Regions from separate parts of the Columba livia genome. Here region 1 is linked to region 2. Evidence: chromatin contacts called from public Hi-C data. All regions are on one chromosome and are shown on one strand. Each heading gives the region's core, a stretch centred on a gene start, on an enhancer-like site or on the middle of the called end of the contact. The rest is flanking DNA. Distances are from core to core; before and after follow the strand shown.

Evidence for each region. A called contact is a pair of places that touch in the nucleus more often than the background predicts.
Region 1: a Hi-C map of liver shows a contact between it and region 2, with 4 times the contacts expected there. The contact joins the enhancer-like site here to the promoter of GOLGA3 in region 2. A contact is called at or near these places in 2 of 2 Hi-C or Micro-C datasets (crop and liver).

Annotation. Positions count from the first base shown.
Region 1 is chr17:253,701-259,692 of bColLiv1.pat.W.v2, forward strand. CHFR (checkpoint with forkhead and ring finger domains) reads right to left here. Exons shown (of 17, transcript XM_065033280.1): 17 at 5,480-5,992. LOC102092877 reads left to right here. Exons shown (of 7, transcript XM_065033273.1): 7 at 1-289. Among named protein-coding and RNA genes, the nearest start is that of CHFR, 29 kb to the right of the region's middle. Within about 2 kb of position 2,976, at least 1 of the 3 cell types and tissues checked has an H3K27ac peak away from gene starts, as active enhancers do.
Region 2 is chr17:208,345-213,680 of bColLiv1.pat.W.v2, forward strand. It overlaps GOLGA3 (golgin A3), which reads right to left and starts at 2,291. Exons shown (of 24, transcript XM_065033261.1): 1 at 2,067-2,291; 2 at 1-178.

The DNA.
Region 1 (5,992 bases), core at 1,726-4,225, 46 kb after region 2:
CAAAACGTGGACAGCAAACAGGTCTCTGCATCTGCTGTTACCAGACTGCACTGAGTAGTCTTGAAGCACAAAAGTTGGGTGTGGAGTTTTTTGTTGTTTCATAAATGCTACATGATTCAACGTGAAGAGTTAATATATTTATGATTTAAGAAAACATTTAGAGGTCTTCAGTATTCTAATAATAACTTCCGCTGCATTGAATTCATATACATTGTAATTCAGAGTCAATGTTCTGTTACTTACTACATTTCTAAAGATTGAAGTACTAAAAATCTACTTTTGAAAAGTACTTGTGTTCAGTTATTTACAGTAGCTACATTTGAAGGGCTGGGAAAAAATGGCTTTTTCAATAAAAGCATGTTTAACTATTAATTTCTAAAATGTAATGACATTTTATTTATTATGCTGAAAGACTAGATGGATGGCATTGCCATCACATGGTATGCACCAGTACAGCAGCCCCTTAGCAGCTGTTGCAATGAAAGAGCACAAAAGCTGCTGCGGCGCTCGGCCGGGACTGTGCTGTCTGACTTCCCAGCGACCCCACCAGATAACAAGGTGCTTGTTTACTCCGGCGTCCTCTGCTCCCAAAGAGCAGATTTTGCTAAACCTGTGAAGACTGCTGCCAGAGGCCGGTTTCTGGGCAAGTTTGCATTTCCTATCACGGACTGCTTATCTGAACACTCGGTACCTCTTCCATTATACCTATTGTGGCACTATAGAGCCACAACTATAGATGGGACACTAAATCAGGTATCCTGTGTTCAGCATGGACTATATACATACACATGTTGAGAGAGGCCCTTCTCCTGAAGGACACGCAACATTCAACAACGCTGCTTACTCTCAGCATGGACGTGGGTGATAAACCAGGCCATTCGAAGGTGATGCCTTCTGCCACTGGAACGCACCGACGCCCAGCGCCGGGCGCCCGCTGCGGGTGCCCAGCCGGCAGCCCTGAAGAGCCAGCAGCGCAGCACGCGGGAGACTCCGGTTCCTGCCTCGCCGTTCGAGGTTCCTATTTTTCTAAGGCAGATAAAGAGGTACTCGTGTTTCATTTTGTAGCTTCAAAGAATTTATAAAAGAATTTCCTCCCCTTGCAGCCAAATGAACTATTTTGAAATTCTCCTTTTCCCCCACAGGCACAGAAACAGCTTCCACCCATGCTCTTCAAACAACTCTGTCCTGGTTTTGTTAAAAACCAGACCGGTTCTCTGTCAGTGATGTTTCTTTCAGCTCAGTTCTCCTAGGTGGCTGTACTTTTCTGAGGTTTAGCCTGCATATTTTTCCTAGGATGCTGTACTCGGTGCTGATAAGAGACCAACAGGATGCTGAAAAGGCTCATGTTTAGATTTATTACTATGGTAGCCAAGAAAGACTGATAAGTTTTGCCATGTTCCACCGTGAGGGGGGTGTGTTTGAGGAGGGGTGGATGGAACAGGGGACTAGAACTGACCAACGCAAGTATTCCATCCCATAATCGTCATACCCCTATATAAGAGGGTGATCACGAGGGTCACTCTTCGCCCATGGCCGGCGTCTGGAGAGGCCCGTCTGTCTGCCTGTCTGTCCGTCTGTGATCCACAGCCCTCAGGCCCTGCATCCTGCAGCCGGGTTCCGTCTGCAGTGCAGTCCCGCCCGGGACTCCCGGGGCCGGAGCCGCAGCTGGGCCGCCAGCCCAGCCCAGCTCTGCTGCGGAGGGGCGCCAGCGCCACATCCAGCACGCCAGACCGGGTTCGTAGAGTTTGTATATAACCTCTATTTATTAGTAGCATTAGTAAAACCCCTTAAAACTCTCCAACTTGCAGTCTAAGTCTCTTCCTTTCCCCTTATCTTTCTTATCATCTTTCCGATCTAAAGGAAAGGGGTGGCGGGAGGTCTGGGGGATAGCGGGGTCTGCCACGGTTTACTGCCGCCTTGCCTTCAACCTTGACAAAGTCACAGCACAAATTTAAGAAATTCTGAAAGCTCTGGGTGGAATAAAGTGCTCTAATATTTTCAGCTGTAAATATTAACTAGGATTAGTCTTTAAATAGCATTACTTAGGGCATTTATTCTGTTGCTAACAGTTCTATTACTTCTGAGAGCCATGCTGCCACGTTTTAATGACAGAAACCCTCACAGCTCATGCACGAGCTCGGGATTCCGTTTTCCTTTTGTGCTAATACAGCCGCTCCACTGTGCTCTTCCGCATACTGCAACCAGGCAGCAGATGGGATAAGCATGCTAAGCACTTGCTGAGGAGGAGGAAAATCGTTTCAATCACAATTGCATGGGAAGAAAAAACAAGTCAAAAAATGTTATGGAGCTAACAGGAGGAGTATTACTTTCAGTAAAACTGGATCTGAATAATGTTCACTTGGGCTTTTTTTAATTAATTATTCTGGAGTATGGTAGGCAATCCCTCTAGCCAGTGTGTTAGGTAGACTGAAAAGGACAAAAATATGTGGGCATTCCCTATTTTTCCATTATTGGGAACAGAGCTTCAAAATAAAGCCTGATGCTATACAGGCTGACAAGAATTATATGGGTTATGTTTCTTACTGTCAAGTGGTTAAAACAGTTGAGAATACAGGTTCAGTGGGAAAACAATCCAAGATTTAACACGCAGCTAGTGAACCCCAACTTTGAGGCTTCAGGGGAGCAAGAAAAATCAGCTTATAACTTCCTAGCAGAAACATGAACTGAGGTTTCCTTTCAGAAATCCCACCTTTAAGAGCAGTTGGTTACAAAGCATCCTACTTACAGCTGTGGTTGGTTTGTTCTTCCATGAGAAGGGCATGAGCCGCAACGTGACACATCTGACTCAAGCGGTGCAGTCAGCTACTGGATTTGATTCTAAACAATTCAACATTAATTTGCATTGCAAGGAAAAGATAAGTCCTGAGCCAACAGTTACCTAACAAGAGCAAGCAAGTAAAACTCAGCAGCACTGAAAAGAATACCCAACAGAGACCAAACACCGCTTCAACATATATTCATGGTCTGTCTAGAAATGTCTTTGATGTTAAACCTCATACGGCACACTTAGCATTTTTTATAATTCATTTCCTACGGAAACTAATGAGCTTAAGGGTGAAATTACCTCATTGAAAGTCAAAATGGTGAAGTTTGAAGAAAAGAAGGATGACCTGAAAAGCAGATTTAGAAGCAATCTTTGCATATTAAGCATTACTGTGGGAAATGGTATAATTAGTTTTCTTCAGAAGTTATTCCTTGGAATGGTATAAGTGGTACTTCAGCTCCCAAACATCATGCAGCAACAATGTTAGATAAAATAGAAAATTGCAAAACCCCCACACGTTCTTCTTAAAACCAAGAGATCCTTTTCCTAACTTCCAGTAATGCAGTGACTGTTGGTTTATTTCTAGGGGCAGACTGTACAAAATAAAGCTGCCTTCTAGTAGAAATTTCTAAGAGGCCATGAGAAACCAGATTTTCAGAGCATGATTTAGAACCGAGCATTCTGTTCTCAAACGTCCAACCCCTTCCCGCTGAGTCAATCGATTTCCCTCGGCTCTTGCTGCAGGCTAAGCCATCAGAGCTGAAGACTCGAAACAGATACAAAAATGATGTCTTTTGTTTGCAGAATGAATGAGCTAATGATGGATCTTTGACCGTCAAATACCACAATTTTTCTATTAAATTAAAGGAAAACAGTATCAGAGCTTCAACACAAATTTTCCTACAGAGCTGCTGATTCAAATACTTGAGACACTAAGAGCTCTCACATCAGCACGAACTGCTGAGATGAGGACACTGACAGCTATTCCAGCTGCAAAAGGCCATGTACTGTATTCTCCTTCTCACCACCATGCTACCGTCTTTCTTCATCCTTCATGGAGGAAATGCTCAGAAAAGCTTATGCTGTGCCAGAACTGATCACGCGACAGGGCATAAATCCAAAATCAGCAGCTTCCTCAAACTAAAGTAGTTACACGTCACTGGTTGACATAACGGGGTCTAACACACTTACATCCACCAATATAAGCGTTGGGCACGCCAAAACCATCACAAGTTTTAAGGTCTATCAGTGTGTCTTTATGTTGTACAGAACAGCACAGCATTTTCACTTTTACATTACACAACCATGAGTTTGCAGTTCTTTTAAATTTAGTCTGAAGAACAAATGATAGCTGGTTTAAGAGCAGCTATATGGATTAGCTATACCATTAAAGGATATCCAGCTCCAACGGTGGGAACACAAATCCTCAGACGCTAAGTCGCCGCCTGCAGTCCAACAAGTGGCGCCGCGGCCTGCGCGCCGGAACGGGAGCGGGAGCGGACGGGGCCTCCTGCTCCCTCAGCAACGGAAAAGTTATCTTCAGAAAGAGCGTTCCACTAATAGTGGCCGCCTGAAATCTTGTAATTTAGACAGATTAGGTCATTGTAAAGAACACAATATAACAATTTTCTCTAGCCTGCCGTTACACCAGAGGCATAATGACTGTTATCTCAGTGTTTACAGTGTTGCAAGAAATTAAAATACTACCCACTTTTTTATAGTAGTAAACTTTCTTACTTACCAGTATCTTGAAGTCACAGCTTGTCGACAAAAATGAATTGTATTTAACAGTTTTTTGCTTACATCATTAGTTGTAAGTCCGGCAGAAATACGGATGATCCTTTGTGAATCACCTGACACTTTAAAGTTTCAGAAAATTTCTTGGAATGACAAAAACACTCGTTCCATTTCCAGCTATTACGAGTTCTAGGATGATACTTAGTTGTGAAATCTCAACATTCAAGTAACTGATGGCTTGACCAAGCATTAGAAACTGTGGCATACACCCATTTCTGTGGTGAGAGAATATGCCACAGAAGAAACAGAAACAGACAACTTCAGTGATTTTTTTTTTTTTTAATTAATAACTTCTTAGTTTGGGAAAAAATAAATCACAAAAGGGAACTGGAAGAACTGCTCTCCACCTTCTTTATAAAAGAACTTTCCCGACGACAGAGACTACACACCTTGTTCACCACTATGTCCAACCCTACCGCAATCACCTCAGTTTTCACAACATCTATCCTACCACACTTCATGATCAGCTTCCCAGTGTCTCTGATAAAGCAGGTGGGAGTGTGCTTTAGGTTAAAAACAGGCTGCGCCTTTACAGCGTTTAAACAATTACACCAAGCATAGTTCATACATTTATCACATTAACTATCACCTGGTAACTATACATTTAAAAAGGTCTAACGTATAGAGTATGTAATACCCATGACAGATACTCTTACTTACTTAAGAGCATAAAAAGATCAGGATTTATTCACCCTCCCCATCTGCAAGTTAATTTCTCATCTCTTCCTGCTACAATATAAGTGACAAAAATTTCCCCTTCATTCCATTGCACTACTGCAACCCTATATGCATAGAAAGGCAGATTAATTACCTGTAACAGGGAAAAGGAAGAGGGGTTTATAAAAGGAATTTGAAGAATCTCTACTGCACAGGTAGTTTAGATGTTAAGTACATGAATTTGTTTTTTTGTTGCTTTTTCTCCCCCCTTTTTTTTTTCTTAAAGTCACATAATACATCCCTATATAAATATAACTGAAGTAAGTGCAAGCGAGGTTGTACATAGTTCTGTAGACACCATAATCTTGACCAAAGAACCCCCAGACCAGCACAGGACCTTGGACACCAGCGCAGCGACAAGTCCGCGCCGAACGCTCGTCCTGGGAAGTGCTGAATGAGAATGCGAAGCACATTTCTGCATTTCATGTGCAAAGGTTTGATCTCCACAACCGCACTCAATTTGCTACGTGCACAGCAAGAGATGAAAATGAGATCAAAACCAGCTGGGAACGGTTGTCCTGAGAAGATACAATTACCAATAAAAAAATCTAAACACAAAATACAAATACAGAAGCAAAAGAACATTGATAACAACACTAAAAGACAGAAACACACCGTTGTTGTTAAAAGAAGTTTCAAGTATTATTCCAGATACAATTTCAATCCTACTCACAGGAGAAAATGCCCAGAGAT
Region 2 (5,336 bases), core at 1,041-3,540:
ACCAAGTCCTGTTTCTCTCCATCAGCAACAACGGCATCAAGATGTTACACAGGAGCACAGTTGTGAGCTTTACAGTGTGAGCTTTACAGCTGTTGGCGTGCAGCAGGCAGCCGATAGTTCCAGGAGATCACAGAAACAGCTCGCAGGCAAAACTGTAATCACGAAGGAGCCGCATTCCCTAGAAGCAAAATGTAGTGAATTTACAAACATTTCTTAGAGCTTTGAAAATATGAGTTAAAAAACAAACAGTACGCACAGATTACCCACCAGCCCAGCTACAACAAACAGGAACAGGACACGGGATAATAACAAAGACAATGAAATACAACAAGTATCCAGCTTTTCTGATTAAGTAGTGATCTATTTAACAGTTTCAGAACTTTTTTTTCTTAGTAGCATTGATACACCAACATAATGACGCAACAAGATAATAGTCAGCCAGACAACTGATGTAAGATAACTGTCCTTTTTAATGGAAATGTCTCTTTGGCCTCTACTTTAATAAGTGAGCCAGTATCAAAAGCAGCATTTTTACCTGTAAACTACAGTTTGGATTTTCATAACATATATTCCCTTTCAAGGACATTCTGCCATTTAAGTTTCAATAACTTCAGTTAGAATGCAGTATGGAATTCAGATTTTTTTTTTTTTAATTAAATAACATCATTACTGTTTACTTGTCTGCAGAGCAACCGGTATGTATCACCACACTGAGCCTGAGCTACTAATTACAGCCTGTGTTGGCAGTCAGAACGTGGCCTGGGCTGCAGTTCAACGCTGCCTTCCTCCATGGCAAGTCAAGAGGAGCATTGCCAAACACAGTTTATAGAACTTACCAATTATTCTCCAGGCATTCAGACCTCACTTTGGGGTATAGACCCAGCCAACTAATACAATATGGTAGAAGCTGTTAGAAATAGTTATTTCAAGTACTTCAAATTTGTTAAAATAGTTACTGACAGCTGAAATTAGACTACAAAAGTGTTATGGATCCTCTTTACAAAAGAAACTTAAGAAATCACCAGTTAAATAAAACAAAAGGAGGGAGGCGATGAGGACAGAATGTCAGGTCAGGGATATTGAAATTTCATTTTTACATGAACGTAAACATTTTGAGCACCATTCCTTCCATATCTCCAGACAGCACTTGTGTTAACTTCTACTGTACCGAACTGCCCTGGTCACCCAGCAACACCACCGGACATCTCCAAAGCGTTACCGAAGCTCCTATTAACTCCGGATGCACAGGACTAGATTATCAGATAGGTGACCATCACGGGGGTGAACCGTGAAGGAGCCAGAAAGCTGGAATATATTTCTAAAAGAGAAACCGCCACCAAACAGAAAGATTAATACCTTCACTGTGCATTGTTATTGATTTTTAAAGCCCTTCTGTATAATAAAGCTTAAAAAAAAACTTACGGAAGAACAGTCGTTGTATGGCAAAAAGATACTATACGACAGGTCTCAAAGAGGAACTGCAGGCAAAAGGCAAGCACAATTTACACCGCTTACACTGTGGCAAAACCCAGGGAACATGAGATGGTTTGTTATTCTTGTCATAAAACATCTTTGAATAATCAGGACCCGGAAGAACAGCTTTCTCCTGTGCAACCCACTCGCAAACGTTAAAGGTTAAGAGTGTTTTGGCTTCAAAGCCCTTTTGTATCTCTGTGCTGAGCACAGGCAGGCGCACGCACACACACACACACGGGAACCCAGAGAAGCCTCACAGAGAAATGAGCTGTACGAAAACAACCTATTTTGTTTAAAACACCAATAACCAGGAGGGCAACGGAGTCCTGTCCCAAACGGGGGGCGCCGCCCGACGAGACACGCCCGCGGGGTCCCGGGGCGGGAGCCGGAACACCTCTCCGGGACGCCGGCAAGAGGCGGCCGCAGCCCGGGGGCCGCAGCCCACGTAGCCGGGCCGGACGGCTCCGCGCAGGCCGCGGGCAGGGAGGGCAACCCCGAACGCGCTTCCCCGGCCTGAAGCAGAGCCCGGCCGCCCCGCCTCGACCGCCCCCGAGCCCCGCCGCCCCCCTACCCGGCGAGCCTCCGCAGACCTGGGGCCGCCCGCCCGGCGCCCGGCTCCTGCCCGAGACGTGGCGCTGCCTCCACCGGGAAGGGGAGGGGAGGGCGCGGCGGTGCAACGCCGTTCTCCCTCCCCCGCCGGCCGGGCGCCACCGCTGAGGCCCGGGGGCGGCGCGGCACGGCACGGCACGGCCCGCTCCCGCGCCGCCCCCGCACAGCCGGGCCCGCGCCCCTCGGCGGGGAGCTGCGGCGGCCTGGCGCAACGGGGCGGCGGCCAGTGCCGCCAGACCCGCGGGAGAGGCGGCGGCTTTTCCGGACGGACTCTTCCGGGAGAGGCGGGAGGGAGGGGAAGGAAGGGGAAACGCCTTTTATCGCCGGCACCCGGGGCGGGCCCGGCAGCAGCGGCGGGGCCGCGTTCCGGGGGAGCCCGCGGCGGGGCAGGGCCGGACCGGCCCGGCCGAGCGGGATGCGCCGGCTCCCCTCGGGTTCCGTGCAAGACCCCAAGGCGAGCAGCAGACTTGCATAAATTAAAATTAAACCTGTGCATAAACTAAAAATTAAGTCTGTGTGTAATGCGGTGTGCCCCTCGCAGCCTTCATTATCTAGATCACTGACATTCCTACGTTAGCATAACCATTTACTAGATTAGATTACAGGGAGTTCAATGACATGGCTTGTTCCTAGCATTCCTGATGGCCGTTTCCTCATAAATCAGTCCTTACAAGCATCTTTCCAGCATTGGGCACCCCAGAAGTCCTCTGGGATACTGGGAACCGTCAAGTCATATTTCACACAACTGTTACCTCCTATGCTTACACTGGTGGGTTTTGCTTTTCTACATTTTTTTTCCATTAGTATAGTGGCTCATCTCGTTAGACTGGGATTATTTTGGGCTTGCTGGAGAGTTTATTGGTTGGGTAGGCTTTACTCCTAATCTTGCTAGAGTAACCGTATGGACTATAATGCTTAGTAAATGGATTTGGAAAACCAGATGTCTCTGTGAAAGGTCATATCACTGCCCCTTATCTCTGATCATTTTTATTTTCATAATGAAGATGCCTTCTAATATCATATTGTCACCCAAATTATAATTGCCAGGTAAACATACATAGTCAGCTTTTCCAGCTATTCCTCTTTGCTTTTCTCAACGTGTCCGAATTATCCTTGACATGAACATGAATCCACCGAGCTGTTTCTCTAGGAAGATGTGAGGCTGTTCAGCAAGTCAGGAATCTAGTTAAACCCAAACCTGAGTCTAACTTGGTTAAATTGCAAACCTGTTAATCAAGCTCCTGACAGATTGCTAATGACAGTATGTGGGTGTTTTCCTGCGCAGATTATGCAGAGGTAGTGCTCTAGGTGTGATTTGGAAGAAAACTTTACTTTACAAACTAACTCGGGAAGCAGACTCTCTGCAAGTGGAAATGCAGGGAGGCACGGGTCTGAGAGAGGCCGGCAAGCCAGATGACCTCAAATAGGGACTAGATGAGCGTGATCAAGGACTCAGCACAATCTTCTTAGAGACTCTACTGAATGAAACACCTTCTACTGTTCACAAATTCACAGTCTCAGTGGGTGATCTGCACAAATACCTGGCAAAAGTATATTTGGATCTAGAGAACAGCAGCCTCCTGCTATTATGCTGCCTGAGCCAGGTGTCTGCACCAGTGGGCAATCCCAGGCTGTGGCTGCATACCAGAGTTACCTGAAGTTTGACCTTCCTGGCTGGATGCAGATGTTCGGCATTGAGCTTGTAAACTATATGTGGGGTTTGTATGGGTGAAGGAGAGCTGAGCCAAAAGGGCTGTTAACAGAATGAGTCTCTTCTGAGATTGGAGAGGAATCCTTGAGAATTTGCGTATACAAATGTGCATTTCAAATTCTTTAGTAGTGACTTTCACTGGATACTCTTCACAGAAGTTGTCAAGGACAATACGGTGAGGAAGACTTGAATGCCTACTCTTCGTTCAATCTGTTGCTTTGCTTTTCATGTAAGAATGTGAAAAGTTAAGAGTTTTGCCTCCCACAGTGAACTCAACCCAATGTGTTGCTAATCTTGACTTCGATCCCAGCTCTCTAGGACAATTCATTATTTGGGTAAAGCTCCAAAGTATCTCTTTTTTACTTCCAAGTCTGCCACAGCACCAAGCCCCCCAGCTGCAGCAATAGCCACTTGTTTACAGACTGCCACCCAAGCGTGGCACAAAGCTGCAGCAGGCTTGAACGGGCTGCCTGAACAGAAAAGAGAACCCTTCTTACTGAAAGATATATAGCATCAGTAACGTAAGTTTTAGCACGACAGGGGGATATCGTGGTAGTTGTTTAAAAAGCCAGAAAAATTGTCTAACACTAACAAGGCTTTTAAATGCAGGGATACATGTACATTTCCAGGAGACTTGTTTCTGTAAGCTGCAGTCTCTGTCTCCAGCAGAGAGAGTGCCCACGGATTATTCTAAACTCTATCCAAGTTCCTCTCACTCTCTTATTCTTCAGATATAAAAATCAGAACGTACAGCAATGAGTCCTTGAACCACAGCAGCCGCAGCGTTCCCTCCCCGTGCCCCGAGGCTGCGTGCAGGAGCTGCCGCCACCTTCTCTCCACCTGAGCTTTCTCAGACCTTAGCAGGAACAGTATTTTTCAGGAGCTCGCAGGGCCTTGCCCCTGAAAGACAAAGGCGAACTTATTCATCATTGCTCTAACCAAAATAAAAAGGCATATAATGCCAAATTAAAGACCTGAGCTAGAAACTAAAACTAACAGAGAATGACAGACAATTTGCAGACTTACCTACCAAGCAGGGTATTTTTGTAACTCCCTCTGTGTGTGAGAGAATTGCCCTAGCGTCAGAGGAAGAGCCAGGCGAGAGAGAAAGGCTTCATACTCTGCAGAAGCAGAGGGTGGCACCCTCTGCACAGGACAAAGCCCATGCATGGTGCTTTCCGTTACAGCTGTTATAGTACAAACATGTTTTTCTAAATATTCCCTTAGTAGAGATCTTCTTCCTGAGCCACCGACAACACTATGTTCCCATTCCCTGTGTTTATTGCAGCTATTTCTGCTCACATATTTCTATCATTTCGTGTCACTCAGACTGCAGAAACTTCATTAAGAAATAAATTTGTGCTAACCACATACAAATAGCTCTGTCATTGGCACATGGCAATCTGTCCCAGGCACCCGGCTCTCCTCTCACGGTCACTGAAGAAAGAGGAATTGTATTAAATACAGGCCATGGATATAGAATTCAGGTCTTCAGAAATATGCTTTATTGAAGGCTGCCTTAATATTGTATTTATATATA